Linked DNA regions of Sus scrofa: region 2 is linked to region 1. The links are chromatin contacts, called in public Hi-C maps. All regions are on one chromosome and are shown on one strand. Each heading gives the region's core, a stretch centred on a gene start, on an enhancer-like site or on the middle of the called end of the contact. The rest is flanking DNA. Distances are from core to core; before and after follow the strand shown.

Region 1 (4,223 bases), core at 100-2,599:
TCAGAAAGATAAGCCTGTTACTCTTGTTAAGGGTGGTCTGGAAGGAACAGAGACCAAAGACAGGAGGACAGGGAGTTCCCTTCGTGCCTCAGCAGTTAATGAATCCATGAGGATGTGGGTTCGATCCCTGGCCTTGCTCAGTGGGTTAAGGATCCAGCGTTGCTGTGAGCTGTGGTGTAGGTTCACAGATGCAGCTTGGATCCTGTGTTGCTATGGCTGTGGTGTAGGCCAGCAGCTCTAGCTCTGATTCAACCCCCAGCGTGGGACCCTCCATATGCCGCGGGTGCAGCCCTAAATAAAACAAAACAAAAAACAAAAGACAGGAGGACACTCAGGACACCACTGCAGCTGTCCCTGCAAGAGCTTGTTTGGGAGAGAGAATCAACAAGGTGAGAAAGCAGCTAAGGAAGGTGGAAGAAGAGGGGGAGTCGGGGATGCCTCAAGTGCCAACAGGTGCCAACTGGGTGGTTCTGAAATGCGGCTGTGCTCACCAGGACACAGGAGGAGCCACAGGCTGGATGTGAAGATGATGAGTTGAGATCGGGCCAGGCTGGGTTTAAGGTATTTGTTAGGTGTCCAAGACAAGTGGCCGGAGACCAAGCGAAGGACAGGCAAGGTGCAGGAAGAATGAACACAAAAACTTGTAATGAAACCTGGTCACTGCTGGTCTCCTCCGAGGAGCCAGTTTAGCCACCAGCAGGGGGACTGGTGACAAGGCTAAGGGAATTCTGACACTGGTGATGCAGTTGAAGAGGGGGATTCCCAAAGTTCCTTCCAGTGCACGGAAGCTATTAAATTTTTTTTAAAAAAATAGTGGTAAACTATACATAATGTAAAATTTACCATCGTAACCATGTTTAAGGTACCATTCAGTAGCATGACATGTATTCACACTGTCGTGTGTAGAGAAGTTTGGAAATAAACACCGACAGCTGCCTGTGTCCTTGGAACAAGGCAGGCTCTAAAGAAAGAGGAAAGCAAATAGCAAAGGCATCACGATGGCACCAAGCCCCGCCACTCCCTCCGAGGAGGAGAAGTTCTTCAGACGCAGCCCTCATCCGCCCTACAGCTTGTTTTCCTCCAGCTTCTGCTCTGCAAAGTCATGCTTCCTTTGGGACCCTGCCCCTTCTGATTTTTCTGGGTGGTGGGTTGCTTGTTTTTGGAAATTTCCTCTCTGCAGATTTTGGCCTTGGCTCTGAAGCAAGGAAAGGAACCCAGGATGACTGAGAGAGTGACAAGAGGGCAGTCGACTCGGGCACAAAGCAAACTGCCAAGGGTACCTCGTAACTATCATCATAAACTTGGCTGTGCTGCTATAAATACAGAACAAACCACGGTGACTCATCTGCTCGGGTGATGTTCAGAGAGGCTGAGCTGCGCCGCTGGGTTTAGAGCCAACGTGGAACCAACTACTCCTTCTCCTCCTTTCTCTCTTTCCTCCTCTTGTGTACATGGGTACAGAATGGTATGCTTCACTCTTCTTTCTCAAAGGAAAGCCTTGCTGTCTGCGACATTATTCATCTGATTTCCCTGACAGGATACTCCTTTTTGCCTCTTAACACACTCATTTGCTGTATAAAATACAGCCAACATTCCTTAAACATTTGTGCAAATAGTGTAGCCGACCCTCAGTATCTATAGATTCAACCAAGGTAGGATCGAATTAAATCCTTGGATACAAAGGACCAACTGTACTTGGCCATTTTACATAAGGGACCTTAGCATCTGTGGACTCTGGTATCTTCAAGGGTCCTGGAATCAGGCCCCCACAGATACCAAGTGGGGACAGTACTCCCTGAAGAAACTACCATGGTTTTTTCACCGAGTACAGACCAACCTTCCCTTCTTGGCTTGGGCAGTGGAGGCGCACCCCCTACTGCCTCCACCGCCCCGACTCTCAGAGAGGCCAGCAGCCTCTGAAGACCCAGCAGAAGGTGGCTTCCTGCCAGCAGGAAGGGGGTCCCCTACCTAAGGGAGGTGACAGGGGCTGCACCTTTTCAACTGTTCACCCCACTTGTAAAGCACAGCCGCTAACTTGACTCCGTGAGCCGTCTCCGGCTGCCTCACCTGGCAAAGCCCTGGCAAGGAAGCTGCCTTTGAATCACCATTATTGTCTACTTTTAACATTTTGCTGCAAAATAAAAAGTGCCCCAGGATGATGACATTTTTTTAGGTCTCACGGAGGAATTTCAGGAAGAACTGATGGGTAATGTTTAGGGGTGAGGAGGGCCAGAAATTACATAAAACCCAAAGGGCTTGGGGAAGTACATTTTCAATTCGGTTTTAACAAACTGATATTTAAAGAGCCGTGTGTGTGTGGTGGCCTATGAAGGTCTAGGGGCTCTAGAATTCCCTGATGGGGGTGCACACCAGGAAGATCTGCTATAGGACATATAACCAGGCTTCTCAGGACCCTCGGTCCCCCAAACTCTCTTCTCCTTTCAGCAAAGTGACAGCCTACAGTGCGACGATGATGGCTGACAATGTGCTGCTGGCCCAGCTGGCCTGGAGGGCTCTGAAGGCACAGACTCATCTAACTCGTCTTCCCATCCCTTCAATGAGCAGCCAAGGGTGTATAACGTGCGCTGCAGGACTTGGCAATGAGTGTAGCCCTTTAAGATGTCCACATACCACTGGACGGAATTCATCTCTCCTCTACCAGCATCTGGACACGTACTGGATCTGGCGCTGTCCGATATGGCAACCACTACCTACATGTGGTTCCTGACCCCCTGACATAAGGCTTGTGTGAGTGAGGGACTGAGCTTAGCTTTATTTTAAAGAATTTCAATCTGAAGAGCCACATGTGGCTGGTGGCTACTGGACTGCACAGGGAAGGTCCAGAAGCTCCAAAATTCCACGAAGGCATTGCAAACCACAGCAGGAGAAGCTGACATGGAGGGTGTGACTGAGCATCCCTGAGCCTGGGGCCAGTTCCCTAAATGGTCTTCCCCCTTCCACCAAAGCGACACAGCAAAAGGGCTCAAGTCATGCCTGCCTGCGTTCCTGCCTGGCACACCAAGATCTGCTAAACCACCGTGTCACACAAAAGGAACTCACACCCTTCTACTGTCGCCTCGACAGGGCTGCAAGCTGGAGCAAGAGATAGTGATCATTTCAACAAAATGTTATCCAAGCTCAGGTCACAAAGAGATAATGACCAGAGGATTACTTAAGCAGAGGTGCTAAGAGCGGAGATAAGCTGGAAACGGTGTTTGCTGCTGCAGTCAGGGATGGCAGAGAGGCAGCAACCTCATGCAGAAATGGTTCACCTGTGATGCCCAGAGGACAGTCAGGATGCGTTTAATGCTTTAAGCCTCATGGCTAGAGTGGGAAAGATTTACAGATTAACTGAAGTGCCTTCTTGCTAATCCTTTGCTGTTAGGGGAGACATCATAGATTTCTGTCCTTTGGGCACAGTATGGGACTTAACAGAATGGACACTCAATGACTGTGGTTGACTTCCAAATAGACGGTCCTTTCCATACTTTATGTCATTTAATTTATGATCTATGTCTTGTCTATTTAAAAAATGATTTGAGATGCCTTATGCTAAAATGTGCAGATATGGCAGAACAGTGAATTCATTAAAACGAGAGGGGGGGGGAAGACCCATTAATAAGGCAAGAAAGGAAGAGTAGGGGCTCTATCAGAAACCAGGGCTGTGGGAAGCTAATGCAACTGAGCATAACATGCAGCTCTAAGCTCCCTGGTAATCAAGTCAAAAAGGGAACAAGTGGATTAGATATTATCTTACTGAATAGCAAAAGGACTCAAGCCAGTATTTTAGGGGAGAGATATTTTTTCCTGACCTTGAAATAGGAAGAGTTTGTCACATTAAAAAAAAAAAGAAAGAAAGAAAGAAAGTGAGGACATAAAAGAATTTGCTGCAAACTGTCCTGACAAAAATTTAACAAAGAAAATCAGAGATGTTCTCAGCCTGTTTTTCCTTTATGCTAACTATTCATTAAGAACAAAAGGAGGAAAAAAACCCTGAGGGCATACTATGGTTCTGAGAAGGATTTCTGTGGACATCTAAGAAAATAAGCACATCTCCAGGGATGGGGAACCCTGCAGTGGTCAAGGTCTGACAATCTAGAGAAATCCTGCTTCAGTTAACAGGTCTGCAACCTCCAGAGTGGGAGAGAGTTTACACCAGGCTTTGCTCTTGAACCGCAGAGGACAAGATTCAAGAGTGCGAACAAGCATGTGGACAGTTGATC
Region 2 (3,983 bases), core at 363-2,862, 100 kb after region 1:
GTGACCTGAAGGGCTGGCAGAAATCTAGAGAAGGAAGGGGGTGGGAGAGTCAGGAGGCTGAACAGACAGGCCTGGTGATGGGTGTGGGGGAGTGGGGGCAGGGTGGGGTGGGGGAAGGGGTCGAGAATGACCCCAGGTTAGACAACAGGGTGGATGATGGCACCTCCCACGGAGGTTGGGAGCTTTGGGGTGGGGATGGGGCTGGAAGATGAGTCCCCTTAGGACTGTGTGGACCAGGGGGCAGTGTGGGGGCATCAGGCGTATGGTTCATAGGCAGCTATACACCCCGACTCAGGAGAGAGATGCATTTGTGAGGGTGTTGAAATCATGGGTTTGGTTTGCTATGTGGCCTGGTGCTTGAGCTGGTGTTTGCAGAAATGCTGAGGAGCCAGCCTCACGTGGGAGGCATGTTTTTGGAGCCCCAGAAGAATGCCGACATGGCCGGGGAAGAGCTTATCTAGGATGTCCCTGTGGGAAACATCCTGGTTCACTTTTGTGTTGCCAGAACTCTCCACGGCGCTGGGAGATTAGCACACGCTAGGCATCCTGGATGAATGAATGAATGAATGAATGAATGAGGTACCCTGGTCCTTTGGAACTCACAGGTGGAGAACCAACATCATTAAGCCCTCTGCCTGTGGTGACTCTGCAGGTTCACGTTCTGAATTAACCAAATCAGCTTTCCCATAATTCCACACTTCCCAGAGATCCCCAGGTGATTTCTAGAATCACTCTGGGGACTTCCTGAAACTGCAGATTCCCGTGCCTCCTAGATAGAGATTTTGATTTAGGAGGTCTGGGCTGGAGCCTGGCAATCGGCTTCTGAAACAAACTCTTGAAGTGGTTCTGATGCGGATGCAACGTGGATGAAATCTGGGGGGAAAACCACTTGGGCTGGATATTCCCCGTTTCCCCATCCAGATCTGCTCCGTACTTTCATTCACTCTGTTCTGGCACCAGGGAAGCTGCCTTCCTTGGCCCGCACCCCCCTTCTCCTCTTCTCCCCCCCCCCCCCCCCCCCCCCCCCCCCCCCCCCCCCCGGCTCCTTTGGCCTCTGGCTTCCGCTTGGGTTTGACCAGTGGAGGGCAGCAGCAGGAGATGGGTGGCAGGAGCAAGGTGGGCGTTGATTTCCCCAGTCTTTTCTCTCTTCCAAGCTGTGGTTTGGCAGGGGCCGCCTCCGCAGCTCTTGCTGGGCAGCCCCTCCCTGCTGGCTGCAGCTCTGGCCAAGGGCTGCACCAGCTCCCTTCCTTCACCCCGTCAGGCCCTGGCCCAGTAACAACTTCCCAAGCACCTAGCCTCTGGGTGCTTCGCCATCATCATTTGCCTTCACCTCACCCAGACCTCGAAACAATCTTCTCATTACATGCTCTTCAGTTACCTCTTTGCGTGTGCTCTCTGCTTCCTGCCAAGGCAGGAAAACAAAAACACAAACATTGACTGGAAAGAGGCAGGAATTCTGGGCCCAGTTCAGTTCAGTTCAGTTCAATTCAGCAAACATTTACCGAGCGAGGTCCTCTGAGTCCAGCTCTGTGCCAGGAACTGAGGCTACAGAAAGTGACTCAGGCCCAGGACCTGCCTGCAGAGAGCTCACAGCCTAACGGGAGGTAGAGCCCCAGAATGCAGGGTGATGGTGGCATAACTGGGGGTGACATTGGAAGGGCAGGGGGAAACTACTATGCCAGGAGTGGCAGGTAACAAGAGGCTTCCCAGGAGAGGTGGTGACACGTGGGCTTTGGGTGGGCAGCGAAAGGATGAGAAAAGAACAATTCAGGAAGAGATAGAATCACGAAGATGTGAGTGGCTGCTGAAAGGAGGAACAGAGGCTGGATCTTCACACCTGCTCTGCTGGAAGGCAGAGGGATAGATGCTTTAGTCTTAAGATGTGCCATATTCCCCGGGGATGGGTGCTGGTCAGGGTGCCTCTGCTTCCAGGTGATCTGTATGCTCTGGGGGGGGGGGCTCTCCCATCTTTTCCAAACTGCCTGATAGGGGCTCTTTCCTTCTTTTCTTTTTCCCTCCTTCCTTCTTTCCTTCCCTTCTTTATTCCTCTCTTTTCTTTTTTCTTTCTTTCCTTCCTTCCTTCTTTTTCTTTTTCTTTCTTTCTTTCTTTCTTTCTTTCTTTTTCTCTTTCTTTCTTTCTTTCTTTCTTCCTTTCTTCCTTTCTTTCTCTCTATCCACTGCACCCACAGCATGGACACTCCCAGGCCAGGGATCAAGCCCAAGCCACAGAGGTGACCCAAGCTATAGCAGTGACAAGGCTGGATCCTTAATTGCTAGGCCACCAGGGAAGTCTCATGGGCACTTTCCCTCCTAAAGCAGGTTTAATTCAGCAGCCTGCCAAGGATCCCCTGCCACCCCCAGAAGGGGGTCTTAGAAGAAATGAGGGTGACCGGGTGGAGTATTGGGTCTGAGGTCCATGAGTTAAGACAAAAGAAAAGCTCTGGCTTGTACGTACAACAGACACCCCCCACCCCTGCCCCCCAATTTGGGACGCCTAATTCCACAAACTATCTCCACTGACTTTAAAGGGAGATGAGTCTGGCAAACTCCTCTTCATCCTTCAAAAGCCAACTGAGATTTCACCTCCTTCAGGAAGGCTTCCCGGAACCCCCTACCTAGTGCTCGTTCTCTTTATTCACCGTCGCCTCTGGTACATTTGTGTGACCACCAGCCTGTCTCCCTTACTTGACTACTAATCCTCAAGTACATGGCTTTCATTGATTTGTCTTTCTCTCCAGGACCCTGCACTGGGCCTTGGGCCTAACAGGGCATCAGAAAATCCTTGTTGACTTGACCTAAAAGGAATTCTTGCTGTACTAGGAGAAGTAATAATCATAGCGATAGTATCAGCGATTTGAAGAATGAGGAAACTGTGGCCCAGGGCAGTGAAGGGACTTGCTCACAATCACACAGCCCATAAACAGGATAGAAGGGGGTCTCGAAACCAAATAAGCCTGTTGATGCCGAGGGCTAGAGGATACATGGCTGGGCTGCTCACGCACAGGGGCACAGTACAGAGTGGCTGCCCCACGCTGCCCAGTCAAGAGGTTATGAATAAGAGCTTGTGTCCATGGAGCAAGGGCTCCTCACCCAGAATCGTGCAGAGCACTTTATTTGCATTAACTCCCTTAATCCCAACAACAGTTTTGTGTGTAATCATGGCCCGTTTTGGCAGATTAGGATCCAGAGCCTGGAAGTGGTTAAGAAATGCATCCAGGGAGTTCCCATCTTTGCTCAGTGGTAACAAACCCAAATGGTATCCATGAGGGCGTGAGTTCAATCCCTGGCCTTGCTCAGTGGGTTGAGGATCTGGCGTTGCGTGATCTGTGGTGTAGGTCTTGGACATGGCTCCAATCTGGTGTTGCTGTGGCTGTGGTGTTGGCTGGTAGCTACAGCTCTGATTTGACCCCTAGCCTGGGAACTTCGTATGCAGCCAGTGCAGCCCTAAAAAGACAATCAATCAATCAATGCATCCAGGGTCAGACCAGTAAGAAGGCAGAACTCACAACAAACCCAGATTTATTCCAGAGGCCACACATGCTCTGACCATTGTACTTCTCCAGGGAACATGACACCAGCCTCAGATTTAGGAATAAAGAAAAAACATTTATATAATCGTATTGTAAGAGGTTTATAAACTGAAATATGCCTCTACATCATGGCAAAAAATCCCCAAAAGATGTTTCTAGAAGCATTCTTAAATTATACAAATTGCAAATTTTGGGAAAATTTAGAACATCATAGAATAAACTGCATGGGCCTGTGGAATGGGCTTGTTCTGCTGCGTGATCCTAGCCACATCTCTTTCCCTCATTGGCTTCACCCATATTTCCTTCCTCATCTTCCAGAGACTGCATGGTGTTTGGGAAAGGGTTGCAAAGGCCACGGCAGTTTGTATCAAGCACAGTCTTTTAGCGCCCTCTACTGTCCAGTTAGAGCACTATCAAGTTGGGTTAACTGTCGAGAAGGAGAGGCCGCTGATG

What was found. Hi-C and Micro-C count contacts between places; a contact is called where the count stands out from the background.
Region 2: a Hi-C map of omental adipose tissue shows a contact between it and region 1, with 1.6 times the contacts expected there. The contact joins two enhancer-like sites. A contact is called at or near these places in 10 of 47 Hi-C or Micro-C datasets (adipose tissue, embryonic fibroblasts, epiblast stem cells and 6 more).

Annotation. Positions count from the first base shown.
Region 1 is chr1:250,457,717-250,461,939 of Sscrofa11.1, forward strand. All of the region lies in intron 14 of PTPN3 (tyrosine-protein phosphatase non-receptor type 3), which reads right to left. Among named protein-coding and RNA genes, the nearest start is that of EPB41L4B, 91 kb to the left of the region's middle. Within about 2 kb of position 1,350, at least 7 of the 83 cell types and tissues checked have an H3K27ac peak or open chromatin away from gene starts, as enhancers often do. A contact at or near this core is called in omental adipose tissue, where this site is marked.
Region 2 is chr1:250,559,464-250,563,446 of Sscrofa11.1, forward strand. The region is part of intron 1 of PTPN3 (tyrosine-protein phosphatase non-receptor type 3); the gene reads right to left. Among named protein-coding and RNA genes, the nearest start is that of PTPN3, 22 kb to the right of the region's middle. Within about 2 kb of position 1,613, at least 6 of the 83 cell types and tissues checked have an H3K27ac peak or open chromatin away from gene starts, as enhancers often do. A contact at or near this core is called in omental adipose tissue, where this site is marked.